2 separate regions of the Mus musculus genome follow, and region 1 is linked to region 2. Evidence: chromatin contacts called from public HiChIP or PLAC-seq data. All regions are on one chromosome and are shown on one strand. Each heading gives the region's core, a stretch centred on a gene start, on an enhancer-like site or on the middle of the called end of the contact. The rest is flanking DNA. Distances are from core to core; before and after follow the strand shown.

Region 1 (5,129 bases), core at 1,637-4,136, 130 kb after region 2:
TACTTCTTCACCTGACACCTCATATAGCAAACACAGACTTATATGGGAAGGAACAAGATATGTGTAAACCCAAGAAGACATCATGACAGCATGAATGGCTTGCTGCATGTAAGGTTTACATGAAAGAATAGGCGACCAGCAGCAGGAATGCCATGGGCAGTAACTCTTGGGCTGTGAACAGTCGGGAACAAAGCACAGAACCGTAGACACTGCCTTCCTGTTTGTGTAGCACAGAGTCTATGGGAGAAATAACGATGATCAGGATGAAATGTTCACAGTAGCACCTTGGAAGCGTGGTGAGTGAGTCAAGGATATCCACGTGTAAGGATACACGCAGGAAAAGCAGACCAACATTTTGGATATGCCATGCTTATCAATGGCAAGTTACTGGAACATTTAATAGAAAACTATAAAGACTAGTGAGGCCTAGCCGTATGGAACAAGTACTCAAACAGCTCAATCAGTTACTACATTAGCAACTCTGTACTCTTAAGACAAAAAAGGAAAAGACAATTTCCTGACGGCTCACCGGTTTAAAAAAAAAAGTTTAAATATTTGCAGCCAATCGGCAAGTCTTTACTAGACATCCACTATTTGCTATACTCATGTGAATATGAAGTTTTCTCTCAAATACCTAACAGTAAGTTAGGAAATGCACCAGATACCACATACAGGTCAGTGTGGGAGTGGGAGTGGACAACAAGGTTTTCCCCATATAGCCAATCCTGGGTGATGAACTAGGCTATGGCAGGAGACACATTTATACCTCTATGAGTAAATTAATACATGCTCAAAATTGGGGTGTCACAAGAGCATAAAAACTTTAAAAACCGGCTCAGACTCCTATAAATCTAATGGGGAAAGGGGAGTATACTATTTCAAAGACTTGTGTAATAATTTACACAAAATATTAGAAAAACCCCAAACATCTGCCAATAGGAAAAACTAAAAATATACTCAAATGATGAAAATGTTAAGCAGTTATTAAAATCGTTTTTCAGAGAATATTTAATATTTCTACTTTTAAATTAACTGAAAACGCATGCTCTCCAGTTTTAGGGAAAATTATACATAGATAAGAAGTGATAGCAGACCTTGACAGTGATCTTTCAAACCGTGAAGAGAAACTTAAAGTTACAGCAGTTAGGCACACGTTCCTAGGTCAGCTCTAAAGGGGACCTGGATTACACAGCAAGTCCGGAGGCCAGCCTGGTTACATGGCCAGAAACAACACAAAAAGTGCAACAGATCTGGCGAAAATCAAATATCTTACTTCACGGCTTATTCTTAAAATTCCAAAAATATGCTAGCTTTGTTAAAAACTGACGTTATGTTACACCACCACATTACGTGGTGATTTATGCTCACTAACACAAGGCACGTGATCTTCATTACACTCTTTTAAGGCAGGAACTGTATTACGAAACGGTTTTCCAGAGGAAACAGATGTATCAGCAAGGCTGTGACTTGCCCAAGGAAACGGCTAGTTAGCTCTCTGGAAACCGCAGAAATCAACCCCCGGCATTACTAAACAGTCTGCGTTCCACACCTGCGCTTTTCCCCCTCCACTGTCGAATTATTTTTAGAACTACTTCTACCCTCAAATCCTGCCTGTTTTGCCAGCTGTGCTCAGGAACAGTTTCGGGGAAGTTATGTTGCTATCAAACTTGCCCTATCCAATCAGGATTTAAAAACCTTTCTACAAACACAAAGTTAAACTATTAAAGGCGGCGGCGGCGGCCAATCTTTCTTAGTCTCTCCGGCACATTCTGCGTCCAAGCTGGGGGAATCAAAGCCAGAAGGTGACTCCCACAACTCCAGTCTCCCGGGAACCCGCGATGGGAACAGCGAGGACAGGGAACCGCCACCGCGCCTTCTGCGGGGGTACCGAGGACGCCCACGCAGCGCCCGCTCCTCGCAAGGCAGATCCCAACAGCTCCTTCCCCGATTTGGGACCACACAACACCGTCCTGCATTTATTTCTCCTTACCAAACGCTGTTTCTTTTTTTAAAGCTAGCCCTCTCCCCTCTTGGGCACAAGCAGCAACACCAACTCGGACCGGTTACCTTTCAATAAACCACAACACTCCCTTCCACCCCAAACAATTCTAAAGGCCAAATCCATAACGGCCCCAAATAAGAAGAAATTAATGTCGCCGCTGGCCAGCCAAGCTCAGCGTTACGGAAAGCTTCCCACAGAGCGCCCCACACCCCCAGGACAGGCGCCGCTGCTCCAGCCTTGCGGGGGGCGGGGGGGGGGGGAGGGAGAGGGCGTGCCCAAGAAAAACCACGTGTTCCGCCTTCTGCGCACGCGCCAGCCAAAACAAAAGGGAGGCCTGCCAAGCCCCGCCCCATCCCCACGTGACTCGAATCCAGGCCCGCCCCCTGCCCCGCCCTCCCCTCCCCGCCGTGTCTGCCAAGGCTGTTAGGTTTAGCCGTTTAAATTTGGCTGCGGTCCGACCCCTGCCCCAAAGCACGGTCTTGTGCCGGGGCCCGCAGTCCAACGGCAAGCAGGGTTCGGGGTGCAAAGGGGGCTGCCCGGCGGACGCCGAGCCCGCGAGTCCACCCGGCGGTCTTCTCCGCTCTTTCCCGCCCCGCGCCGCCGCCGTCCCCCGCCGAGGAGACCCACCCCCCTCAGCCCGCCGCTGCGACGCCGGCCACTCGCCTGCTGGGGCGCCCTGGCTGCCCTCCGCCGCCGCACCTTCGGTCCGGCCGTGGTGGGGGCCGCCGAGGCGATCTCTAGCTGTCCGCCCGCCTCCCCCCACCCGGGGCGCCGCCGACTCGTCTCCAGAGCGCGCCCCGCTCCCGCCCCGGCTGACGCCGCCGCCGCGGTTTAACAGTCCGCCCGCTGCCCGCAGCTCCGGGCGCTCGGGGGACGGAACCCTACGGCGGAGGGAGGGGAGTGGGGGAGGGCGGGGCCCGGCGCCGGCCAATGGCAGCGGGGGAGGGGCGCGCCATGCAAATGAGACGGGCGGCGGGGAAACCCCGGCGGGGGCGGGGCCCGCGGAAGCCGCTGGGAGCGTTCTGAAAGCAGCCTGAGCGCGGTGGCCGAACTCTGCCGGCTCCCAGTGCGTTCCGCGCCGCCGTTGTCCCGCGCTCTCTCCACCCCGGTGCCAGCCCGCAAAAGTCACCCCGCCGGCCGTGCTGCGGGGCGCTGCGGTTTCTTTAGGTCTGTTACAGGAAAATAAGACCTGGAAACTCCGGGCGGGCAGGGCCGTCCTGGCCAGGCCGAGGGTTAAGCAGCCCTCAACGCTCCAACCTTTTGCTTCTATGGGTCCCAGAGGCTCGATCCCGAGTCATGCTCTGTCGGACCTCTGAGGACCTTAAAATAGGTGGCAGACCTGCCATGGATACATTTGAGTTAGCTTATGATTAAGGAGCTCTGCAGTTAACTCTGAGGTAGCGCAGACCAGCGGGATTTTAATGGAAACAGTTGGCTAGAGACAGAAACATCTCTGCGAGCGAGTCTTGCACCTGGCCCAGCTCGCAGCTCGCAGCTCACCACCGTTAAACGCACCCGGGCATTTCCCCAGGCTTGAACTTGATGCTTGAGAAAAAAACGATAGCCTAAATATAGCTCCTTAGATAATAGATTAGACGCTTTGCTAAGCAGATTTTCACTAGAATGCTGTAGGAAGTGAAAAGGCACTAGAATTTTTAGATCGATATATCACTTCTACCTTATTTATTTGGAAGGGCTTACAGGCAGGAGTGTATAGAATTGAAGTCATAAAGAAGCAATACTTAAGACATTACCAGAGTTGGAAAATTAACTGTTCTTTCTTTTTCTAGTACATGAATAAATAGCTGAAATAATTTTTATGATAAACTGCCTACAGTAGGGAAAATGGTTATAAAAATTACTCAGAACAATAATTGCTCAATATGGGTCAAGGATGGGCAGTCCAGAAAATAGATTTGCCTTCATTCAATTAAAAATCATGGACTAACAGTGTGTTGGAGGAAAAAGTAAACACTGGATATTTGTCATATTTAAAGGGATGGGTAAAACACTTAAAGAATGTGGTAGGGTCTGGAGTGATGGTACAAACCTTTAATCCCAGGCACAGGTGGGCCAGCCTAGTCTAGTGGTTAGGTCCAGGATAATCATAGCGACATACTGAGACTGTGTCTAAACCCAAAACAAAACTGCACAGTGGATGTATAGCCGTTTGAGAAGTCAACGGTGATCAAGCAGTTCTAAGATCCTGTATTCACCTGGGCATTCATTTTAAAGGCTTCACAAAAAAAAAAAAAATGGGAGGAAGGCATGAATAACTTAGAAAGCAGTACCCTTAGGTGGAGATGATATGCATCCAACTATTGGAGCAGAAAACAACACTGTCTCTTACATTGTTAAATCATAGACAAGAGAGGGCGCTTGCCTAGCATGGGTGAAGGAGGCCCTACACTCAGTATCTAGCAGAGTAATGACTGACAAGGAATTCAAATTTAAAGCTGGGGTAATTATGGAGCCTACAGGTTACTTTGTCAAGCCAGGTGTGGTGGTGCACGCCTTTAATGCCAGCACCTGGGAGGCAGAGGCAGGTGGATTTCTGAGTTCGAGGCCTGCCTAGTCTACAAAGTGAGTTCCAGGACAGCCAGGGCTATACATACAGAGAAACCCTGTCTCCAAAAAAACAAAACAAAAACAAAAAAAAAAAGGTTACTTTGTCCCTGTGAAGTAATTGCTTATTACCAAAGCAAAATCCTTGTAAGTTAACCAAATGTGTACTGAAAACATATTTTGTGGTGATATTTATACTCATAAGGGGGACAGAGCAGCAGGGTGCTTATATTTGCAAAGCATAGTAAACTTTGCAAAATTCATAGAAATCTACAACAAGCTTTTAACTGTAGTATCTCATTTGTTCATCAAACACGGTAGGAAATAGGTTGTTTTCCAACACTGGGGTAATCCTTGCATCTTATAGCTAGCCTCAGTCTGCCAGACTATGTAGACCTTACATAGATATAGCAAAATATGAAACCATCATGTATGTAACACTTTCCTTTTCCTTTTACATTCAATTTCATGATACTTCAAAAGTAATAAGGAAAAGTAATAAGAAAAGAATGTGTAATACCACAAGCTGGAAATTTATTTTGTAAAAAGCACAAGGAAGAAA
Region 2 (5,015 bases), core at 1,022-3,521:
ATTCAGTCTGCGCTGCATCCAGTGCACAGGGAGAAAGCTCGATGTCTGTGCTAGGTTCGAGGGCGAGTTCAGAGCCAGAGTCAGAGAGCTCGTCTTGGGAGGAATCAATCATGTCAGCATTTTGATGAGCATCTTAAACCAGGTGCTGTTGGTCTGGTGTTGTTGTTGCTCTTGCTCTTCCCCTCTGGTCCTTGGTGTTAGTCACCAAGCGCAGCCATCGTCAGGAAGAAATGTGAACAAATTGCTGTGGGTTTTGAAACAATTTCATTAATGTGGCGGTGTCCCACCAGCCAGGAGCACATCCATCTCTGCTATATGCTGCATGGCATTGTGTTAGCAAGCTCTCTTTGGAGCAGAGGAAATCTAGGCATTTACTAAAGAGGGGATTTTAGTAAATGGCACGTTTTTAGATATTTTGTTGGCAGGCTTTCTTACTTTTCTGCACAAGAATTCATTAGGCACATGATTAAAATCCAAAACTAGAGAGGCAGTAACCATGTGAATTACATTTAACACGCACTCTGGTATTTAGGATCTGAGGTACACTCAACATTATCCTCAAGAACATCTAACCCAAGCTAACTGAGAGGCAAAGCAGGAGTGTAGTAGCCCTGCCAAGCCCACCCCCTTATTTAGTGGCTTAACATGTTTAGGAGTTTGCTTCTGACAAGTCACTTGTCTTAGACAAAAGAGGCAAGTTGGACTGAGTAGTCAGGGTAAGGAAGAGACCAAGATAACCAGATAAGTGGATGGAAACTCAAAAAAAATTTTTTTACACACCAATTGGAAACTTCTACTAAATTGCACAAATGCATTCCCTTTAAAGACCCAGTTACCAAATTGCCTATCAGAAACATTGTTTTCTGTCTGGTTCCATTTCTTAAAATTTCCATTGGGAATTAATATTGAAGTGAAAATTCCATGGAAGACTTTTTCTTCTCTGGAGAACCCTGCTCTACAGAAGCTCATTGTAGACGCTCCTCAAACACACATATGGGCATATTTTACCTCTGGAATAATAGAGATCTAGAGAAGTTGAAGTCCTTCAGGCTGAATGTTTATAGTTAAGAACTGGATTTTGTTTCGACATGTTGGGATAGTTTAAAAGTAGGAGTCGATGGTGAACTCTTGATTTAAAAAGAAATTGTCATGCCATTTTATTCTCACAAAAATTAAGAATGCAGTCCACGTTTGAGCAGGACTGTAGTCCAGATGAGATAACAACCTATGTAGTATAACCCACCTCATGCTCATATGTAGCCAGAAAGGCATGAAACCTTCTCAGGTTCTATTCAAGTACAAGGAAGATTCCACCAACCTGCAATGTAGCTGAAAAGACATCGCCATGACATGCACTGCGACACACAGATGTGCTCTTTGCCATTGCTAAGATGCTTCTCCCAAGATGTCTAAAATCCAGTTATTCCCTACAATCTGATCTGAGCTTCTGTAGCACTTAAAATATATTTTCTTGGGTGTTCTGAAGGTTATATAAACTTTAAACAACGATTGTTTTGCAAAGGGGAGGAGTAAGCTTAGGCCTTCTGCTTGCTTCCTTGCTGTCTGCCTGTTGCTCCTTTAGCATTACTTGATGAGAGTTCCCACCACAAGGCAGTCACTCAGTATAGATGGCCGTACCACATGTCTTATGTCCCACTTCTAGAGTCCTAGAACCAAATTAAAGCTAAAGCCAAAAGTACAGAAAGAAGCAATAAAAGCACACCAATTTAATACCTTGGGAGTGTTATCATCTGTTGCTTCTGCTTAACTTTTTATTTAAGTGATATGCTGCAATACATGGTTTACTTTTTATAATTTAATTACCCTTTTATTACTGAATGGCTCCTTGTTTACCTATCTCTTATTTAAAGAAATACTCTCAGGCATATTAGGAAGCATACAAATATGTAAACACTTTGAGACAGACCATCATGCTGTAACTATAAAAAGAGGTAATCTTTGTCAGAATCATTTTCCTAATATTACCTAAATTTCCCTGTTACAAATTATTTCTTTGTATTATAAATGACAACTAGTTTTTGAAGACTATTTAAATCAAGACTCTACTGTGCCCTGTTTGAATTTTCTTTTCTAAAATCTGGATCTTACTATCATTTGCCAAAGTGACATTTTCAACAACTCAGAAACACAGGGAGAAGGAAAAGTGTGCCAGCATGGGCCGAGTCAAGGAGCCTTGGCTCTAGAGAGGCCAGCTGTGGTAACAGACGGAGACCATGCCCCTCTACAACAAAAGACTGCTTACTTATGCATTGCATGATGTTAGTTTAAATCTGGAAAGTTTGGTCTTGGTTGTACTGGAGGCAGCACTTCCGTTTAATCCAAGCACTCCTGAGGCAGAAGGATCTCGGAGTTTGAGACTGGTCTACAAAGCTAATTCCATGACAGCCAGGGCTACAAACACACACACACACACACACACACACACACACTTGTTTCTAAATAAATTTAGAAAATTTTATTAGCTTTGATACTTATTGTTCTACCCTGTTTGGTTAAGACATAGAAATCAGCTGCCATTCTTACAATTAAAGCTTTCAAGAATTCAGGATTCTGTATAGGATAAACCTTTTAGCATTTGATCCACTGCTCTGACAAACCTTGATCTCATTTCAACTTCTCAGTTATTTTTTGTAACTATCATATATGAGATAGATATTTCAGTTGCCTACTGAAGTACTTGTAAAATGTTGAGAGTATCCAATAAAATGGAATAGCTCCCTGATGAGGAAACTACTTTTGATTATTCCAGTTCTGGCAGACTCTGGATGGGACTCCCTCAAAAATTTAAAATAGAAAACAGAACATAATACAGAAAGGCTCTTAGCACAAAGAGTTTGGCTTTCTCCTGGTTCCAACAAATAGCTGAAATGTTATATTATATGAAGAACATAATCTAAATCGAAGGTAATTTTTATATATAGTTCCAGTTCAAAATAAACTCCAAGAAATGAAATTTTTCCTACATTACATTCATAGTTAGTTTTTTAGCTGTTTATTATTTATGTGACTTAATTCATTGATATGGCAAATACAAATGTCAGCATCCTATTTCTAAGGCAAGTATAACTTATTGCCTGAGATGTGTTCCAGAAACATGTTCTGTAATTTCATCTTTTCTGTATGCATTCCTATATTATTTCCATAGAACAGCTGATTTCTAGAGAAACTTGATAGACTTTTCAGCTATAAGCTTCTCTGTCCATAGAGAAATGTTGAGGCTCACAATCTTCCTCATGGGATAGCCATCATGAAATTACTGTTATGTTGTGACATTTAACTCTCCAAGTAATGGTTTTCTTTTTTTTTCTTTTCTTGCACCATTTTTTCCTCACAATCTCAGATTTCTAAATAAAAATGAGACAAGAGGACTGCCTCCTAGTCATTTTCTCTGTCCAACTATTTACAAAATGTATTACCTAGTTCCTGTTAGTATCCTAGAAGCAATAAACTCATTACGAACAGCAAATGTAAAACAAGAAAGCATGCTATTTATGCCACTCTCCATACACAAATCATTTCCCATCAACTAACTTCTTTTCTCTACCCTAATGGGAGGTAGTTGGTAAGTATCAACCTCCCTTTATGGCCAAGGGAACTGAGGTAACATCTAGATGTCAATGAAGAATCCAGTCCAACGGTAGCTTTGCTTGGTATTGGAAGAAATGTGTTTTTACTTGTGTGCATATATGTGCTTTCCAATGGATAATTAATAAGGAGATGTCATTCCAGACATGCTAGCAACATAGTCTGAATTGATTATCAGAATGGGCTGCACTGTTTCTTTAGCATAGATGTCCTTCACACGTGCTACAAAGTCATAAAGATAATGCACATCAATCCTTTGAGCTTGATCTTTGGGGAAGCAAAGAAATTTTAAACACCTCCTTTTTCTAGTATTCTTTGAAGAGTTTTGGGTTGCATACATCAGTCAGATGCTGTAATCATATCCCTATTTTAAAGAAAGTTTAGCAGATCTTATTGAAAATCATTGCTCTTTCTTCTAGTGAAAACATGAGTTGGACTTTAAATAAATGGTAGCTTTGACTACACCAACATGAGAAGCATCTGAATGCCCATCTTGCTGCTAATTTCTTTTACTAAAAGTGCAATGAAGTATTTATATAGCACACGATAAAAATAGGAATGTGTAGATATAATCATTTTCTTTTTTTCTGGACAGTTGCTGACTGGGTTCCTCTGTGGAATGTTTTACCCTAGCAATATCTGTAGATGACTCTCCTTTTGCAAAGGCAAAGATGTTATTTAACCATAAATCAATTAATCACATTGACATCAACCACAGAATTAAAACGTCATCTGGGCACAGTGTTATCTCTCTTTTCATTCTCTCTTCCATTGTAGATCTCTATAATACATGCATGGAGAATGAAAAGGGATCACAGCCCATCTCAGGATGTTCAGACTCACCCAACACTAAAGCAGCAGACCCTGCCAGAAGTCATTTTTGCTTATAAGAGACACACATACACAGTAAATTTGGGAGGAGCAGACTAATTCCTTTTATCAGCTGCACACTTTGCTGGAGTGCAGCTAATTGAGTTGTCCTGACAGTTTATTTTGCCAGCCTTTTAAGCCTACATTAACTTTCAAATGTATTTAAATTTTCTGCCCACGTGACTACTGATTTGCTGAGCTGTCACAGAGACTTCAGGCTGCAAACATGTGTTGAATGTGTCCCTTCACCCAAATGGATTCTGTGTCTGATGTGTTCAATATTTGTCCATCTTATTTTCATTTAAATTGGAAGTTTTGAAACAGGTGTTCCCATCCGTGTGACAGAATTGTTTGTGTGTATTTGTTTCCAGCGTTTCCATTCCCCTTGGAAAAAAAAATTGAGATTAGAATATGACATGCTAAGCCTTTTGATGGCTCCCAAACCAAGGGTGTTATTGAACCAGTGTCCTACTGAATGATAGACACAGCATCAGCCATTGAAAACAGAATCTCAATTTTGAGAGCTTGGGGCTACAAGG

What was found. HiChIP or PLAC-seq counts read pairs in DNA pulled down with a chosen protein or histone mark.
Region 1: a contact with region 2 is called in an H3K4me3 HiChIP or PLAC-seq map of neural progenitor cells, with 24 read pairs. The contact joins the promoter of Kansl1l here to the enhancer-like site in region 2. A contact is called at or near these places in 10 of 39 promoter capture datasets (the 3T3-L1 cell line, 3T3-L1-derived adipocytes, the C10 cell line and 5 more), 11 of 484 Hi-C or Micro-C datasets (B cells, CD4 single positive thymocytes, the G1E-ER4 cell line and 7 more), 14 of 115 datasets of contacts at active chromatin or transcription factors (the 230-238 cell line, DN3 thymocytes, the HPC-7 cell line and 9 more) and 4 of 9 other capture datasets (adipose tissue, liver, macrophages and 1 more).

Annotation. Positions count from the first base shown.
Region 1 is chr1:66,814,709-66,819,837 of GRCm38.p6, forward strand. It overlaps Kansl1l (KAT8 regulatory NSL complex subunit 1-like), which reads right to left and starts at 2,887. Exons shown (of 15, transcript NM_001122738.1): 1 at 2,666-2,887.
Region 2 is chr1:66,687,295-66,692,309 of GRCm38.p6, forward strand. The region is part of intron 61 of Unc80 (unc-80, NALCN activator); the gene reads left to right. Among named protein-coding and RNA genes, the nearest start is that of Rpe, 11 kb to the right of the region's middle. Within about 2 kb of position 2,272, at least 2 of the 459 cell types and tissues checked have an H3K27ac peak or open chromatin away from gene starts, as enhancers often do. A contact at or near this core is called in neural progenitor cells, where this site is marked.